Linked DNA regions of Mus musculus: region 2 is linked to region 1. Evidence: chromatin contacts called from public HiChIP or PLAC-seq data. All regions are on one chromosome and are shown on one strand. The core of a region is the stretch at or near the end of the contact, and the rest is flanking DNA. Distances in the headings are between cores, read along the strand shown.

Region 1 (2,523 bases), core at 10-2,509:
CAAAACTGAAGGACAGATTGACAGTTTAACCAAAGTCTTAGGTATCTTAGAATGAAGGCTCAGCCACAAGGAAAACTCTACTTTTATGGCTAGCTTTGATCAAGTATGGGCACTTGTATAGACTTATGTTTGGATAAAAAGAGGTTATAGCCCTCTGGGAGTGACTCGAGGAGAGGAGACCTTAGAAAGGCCGTTTGGTTTATTCAGATGCTTCCTGCCCTGTTTGCTTATCTTTCCTTCCTTTCAGGGAGAGAGGAAGATGCCTGCCACATCTGCATCTTCAGGAGGGAAGGTCAGGGAGTCTTTCTTACTTTTCCAGTTTACTCAATTTTTTTTTTCATTTAAAACGCTCAATATGCCAAATGTGCCATAACTTTAATCAGTATTTATTGCATCCCATCATTCTATAAGGCCACATTCTTTCATTTAATGTTCAATGGCCAGTGTAAACAATTACCTAATGCAATGGTATGGGACATACAGGAGAGGAAAAGGGGGGCAGTTTAGAGAGGAGAGATGATGGGAGAGGAGAGGAGAGGAGAGGAGAGGAGAGGAGAGGAGAGGAGAGGAGAGGAGAGGAGAGGAGAGGAGAGGAGCGAGGGAAGAGGATGGGACGGGGGAGGAGAGGAGAGATGAGATAAGGGGAAAGGGCCTTGCCTGCAGGCCAACTTGTTCTCAAATTCAGATCCTCCTGCCTCTGCCTGCTCGGTAGTGTAACTGCAGGTGTGTGACTTATACCATATTTAAAGATGTCCTTATGTCTATTGATTTTAGTTTTGTTTTGTCTTTTCCTTTCCTTCTTCCTTCCTTTCTTTTTCTTTTTTCTTTTCTTTTCTTTCTTTTTCTTTCTTTTTTTCTTTTTTCTTTTTTGATAGACTGTGAAAAGAACATGAAGTTGGTTGGGTAGAAAGCAGGGAAGGTCTGGAAAGAATATAATCAGACTTCATGAAAATAATTTAAATAAAACACTTCAAAGGATGTCCTTATGTAAATTCTTCGAAACAATAAGCACATTCACAAAAGCCATTTATCTTCCATTAATTGTTAAAGGGCCTTATCTAACCATTGTTTTACTCCAGGTCAACTAGAAGGCTTCTTTATTTTGAGAAAACTTCCTGTCCTTCACAGATTTTAGGCCACCCTGTCATGAAGACTGCATCTCTGGGCTTTGTGCTGCGAATGTCACAGTTTAAGGAAGCCTTCTAAAACTTGGCCTGTTCCACAGCCTGGTGCAGAAGTTAACTGCCTGCAGCTTTTACTGGCTTTCTCTTTCAGTTTTTTTTTTTTTTTTTTTGTTCCTGCCACAAGGCAAAAACAGGAAAGAGATGTGTGTGAAAGAATGCTCTCTCCTTTCCTTTTGTGGCGATTGTGTATCTTATGAGAAGGCCTCAAAGGTTCCCGGAGCTGTCTGCCTTTTCATGTAAATGGAGCCCTTAAGCCTATTTAGAAGTGTGTAAAAAGCCTGTGGGAGTTGAGGTGAAAGATACTGGGTTGTAGCATCAGCATCTCATTTATTATTTTTTTTTTCAAGTTCAACTGGGAACCCTTTCTGCTACATAATTAAAGCTACTTCAGGTCTGTATGTGACACTTGTCCATAGTAAAAGTGCTATGCATATTACCGTATACACACATTACTGTGCAGCTCTATAACTGCAAAAACAAGTGTCTTGTACTGGGAGGCTTAAGGGATTCCCCAGGGTAATTTTGACAGTGATAATTTTGCTAACTTGAGAATGCAACTCCCACGTAAAACGTGACCCTCTGCCTCCAATCCCTGCTTATTCACTAGTGTATTAATCAACGGATCTGGGGTTCATATTCACACCCAACACCTAAAACAGTAGCAGGTGTGAACTGGCAAAGGACTTAAGAGAAGGGGCAAGGTGGAAGGATTTCTGGTAAAGACAAGGATAGAGACCAGAGACCTGAGACTCCTGAGTCAGGCTGCCAAGGGAATCTGGCCAGTCATGGGTGCACTTTTCCCTCCTATGAAGGAATGGCTCAAAACGGCACTAACCATGGGCTTGCTATTGTAAGCCTTTCTAGGTGGATATTAAGCTCCTTCCCTCGAGACTGTCCCACCTTCTAGGAGGACTTCATTGTGCATTTGTCCTATGAACGTTACTGTGTGTAGGTACAGCACCTGAGTTTGCAGTGCTATAGGTAGACACAGAGAAGAGCAGGGTCAGAGCAGATGACCTTCTGCTTCTACCTTCTGCTTTTCTGAGGCTGGGATGGGGTGGGAAGAAGCCAGGGGTTAGGGAAGTGAGGGTTGCCGCTGCCAGCCCCTGTCACAGGTTGTTCTGGAGAAAAGTTCCCTTACCCTGTCCCCACCTCCCCACCATCCAAAGGAAGAGGGTTTAATCAGATGCAGAAACACTCAGAGACTGGGAGAACTGATAAACAGCTCATATCTCCATTTCAGTGCAATTGATCCTTGTATCCATGGACCCTTGCTGTGGGGTTTTCACCTGCCTACCAGTCCCCCTCACAAATCCTTTAGCAGGCTAATAGAATTCTG
Region 2 (2,523 bases), core at 17-2,516, 150 kb after region 1:
GTATTTTCCATCAAATCCTCATGAAGCCTGTTCCTACAAACCACATATGGCATTATATAAATTTTGAAGTGCCCAAGAAGGAGTAATGAAACAAATTAATCCTGGCTAAGCCTCACACCCTCTTGACGAAATAAATATTATGACTCTCCTATTTCAACAGATTGGGAGGAAGTAGTCATTTCATATAGGCAGTTTATTTGAATAGACTTTATAACGGTATTTTCATCTTCTGCTCGGGAGGCACCCTAAAGTTATTGAACACTTGAGGGATGAGCCCATATGTTGATAAGACCAATACTGTAGACTCAAGTCCCAATCCTGATTTGGATCTGTGGCTTTCCTCAGTGCCATAGGTTGTTGGCGGTCCTGGACTTGAGTAGCCAGTGTTTCCTTTCTGATGATGGAGTTTTCTCAGAATCCATTTTATACTTGTCAAAGGCCCAGTCTTTGTCACTGCGAAGACATAAGCCTTCATTGACACCCCCCTCCCCCACTTCCCTCTGGATTACAGTTGTATGGACACTTAGGTCTCTTCTTGTACTCACAAGCCCCAAATTAGGAGCTCAGTGAAGATGTAGCTTCAGAGCTGAGGACGTTGTGTGACATACATGTAAGGTCTTGGTTCTGATGGAAGGTGAAAAGGAAAGAGGTGGACAAATCCTTCTTAGTGTGCTAAGGTGACAGGAGGCAAGTCCCAGGCAATCGTCATAAAACAAATGATGAGAAGGAAACATTTTTTTTATTAATACATGAACCCAGCCTTGAGTTACTCTTCCCCATACTGAATGTCGCAGTTTAGTAGTTCCTTAGAGCCCCAGTAGTCAGCTAAAAAGTTCCACTTCAGATTACTACTGCGAGCAGACATCTGCATAGCAGTGTAATGGGACTATTGACCACAAAGACAGTTCAGAAGCAATTTGCTGGGATCTATGGAAGAACTGGAGCCAGTCTACTAGAATAACCAAGCCAGAGCCCTAAACATGGCCCATGTCACATGAGAGAGCCACCTTTAGGGGCAGGTGGCTTGAGTACTTGAGGGTACACAAAAGTCCTTAAGGTAGAATTGGCCACAATATGAGGTGTATGCCTGTGTTCACTCACAGACATTAAATGATGTTAGGTTGATGTAAGCCACAGTCAGACACAGTTTTGTGTCTCCTTGCTTTCAGATCTCTCTGAAGATTTCTGCTCCAGAGAGATCATACTTAGTTAAGCCTTAACACAAACATAAACTGTTCTCACAGACAGCTTCTAGGTAATCATACCATCTCGCTCGCTTTTCACCCCAGCACATCTGCTTGTCTGCTCTGTGTAGGTAAAGAGAGAGAGCAGGGGAGAAGTGGGGGGTGGGGAAGAGTGATCACAGATCACATATGCAAAAGAGAGTTTGGCCATGCGACTGGGTGGGAGGACCTTCTTTTAAGCAGAAATGTCTGTAGAAACAGCCAAGGGAACATGGAATTCCAGCCAAGTGCATTGCCTTGAGTATGAACGTTGCCTCCCTTTTCAGACTGCTCAAGTGTGAAATCTGAACTTTTGCCCATACTCCTCAATCAGAAATGCTCTTAAACAGGTATTGTACAGATTTGGAAAATGGTGGCTTTTAAAGACTTGGGCTTGCTTTCTTTTTCTTTCTTTCTTTCTTTCTTTCTTTCTTTCTTTCTTTCTTTCTTTCTTTCTTTCTTTCTTTCTTTCTTTCTTTCTTCAGACCACCAGGTAAGTAGGAAGGTAAGTAAGGAGGTAGGTAGGAGGGCAAGTAAGTAGATAAGGAAAAATCTGAGGAAATTCTACTTGAAAGGATGCTATGACCACGGTTATGTTGAGTTGGTGTCATAGAGCATATACACGGGTCTAATAGAGAAAAGGACAACACTGTTACCAAGTCAACAACCCCTATGACTATCTCCACACTTAAGAAATACACACACACCTGAAATGGTTCCTTGGAAAAAAGCCAGTGGCTAGGGGCTGGAGGGGTGGCTCAGTTGTTAAGAGCACTGTCTGCTCTTCCTGAGGATCCAAGTTTGGTTCCCAGCACCTGCATGGCAGCTTACAACAATCTGTATATCCAGTTACAAGGATCCAGCACCCTCTTCTGGCCTCTACAGTCACTGCATGAATGTGGAGCACAAACATACATTCAAGCAAAACACACATATATCATCATCATCATCATAATAATAATAATAATAATAACAACATTTTTATCAAGAAAAAATCAGTATGCCTGCTATCACCATTTCTTAATGGATCCCAGGAAAGGGAGCTGTCTCTTAAGGCCTTGGGCACATTCAGTTAAAAACACAGGTGCAGTTGGTGCCTGGCCCTTCCGTTGAAGGCCCTTTATTCTAACTTTCAGCTATGACAGATCATGGACTCCAAGAGTGGATCTTTCCTAGGAGATTCTGAGCACTTTAGAGACTTTAAAAGTCTAAATAAAAATGAAAGCTTTTTTTTTTTTTTGTCAAAGTAGAGTTGTAAAATTAGTTGTTACCACCATCTCAAAAAATAAAAAAACCCTGA

What was found. HiChIP or PLAC-seq counts read pairs in DNA pulled down with a chosen protein or histone mark.
Region 2: an H3K27ac HiChIP or PLAC-seq map of regulatory T cells shows a contact between it and region 1, with 4 times the contacts expected there. The contact joins two enhancer-like sites. A contact is called at or near these places in 1 of 39 promoter capture datasets (embryonic stem cells), 6 of 15 datasets of contacts at CTCF or cohesin (the G1E-ER4 cell line, the NIH/3T3 cell line, embryonic stem cells and 3 more), 66 of 484 Hi-C or Micro-C datasets (the AML12 cell line, B cells, the C2C12 cell line and 27 more), 16 of 115 datasets of contacts at active chromatin or transcription factors (Th17 cells, astrocytes, bone marrow-derived dendritic cells and 8 more) and 2 of 9 other capture datasets (bone marrow-derived macrophages and embryonic stem cells).

The regions. Positions count from the first base shown.
Region 1 is chr12:79,624,637-79,627,159 of GRCm38.p6, forward strand. The region is part of intron 7 of Rad51b (RAD51 paralog B); the gene reads left to right. Among named protein-coding and RNA genes, the nearest start is that of Gm36048, 170 kb to the right of the region's middle. Within about 2 kb of position 1,260, at least 85 of the 459 cell types and tissues checked have an H3K27ac peak or open chromatin away from gene starts, as enhancers often do. A contact at or near this core is called in heart atrium and regulatory T cells, where this site is marked.
Region 2 is chr12:79,771,980-79,774,502 of GRCm38.p6, forward strand. The region is part of intron 9 of Rad51b (RAD51 paralog B); the gene reads left to right. Among named protein-coding and RNA genes, the nearest start is that of Gm36048, 26 kb to the right of the region's middle. Within about 2 kb of position 1,267, at least 11 of the 459 cell types and tissues checked have an H3K27ac peak or open chromatin away from gene starts, as enhancers often do. A contact at or near this core is called in heart atrium and regulatory T cells, where this site is marked.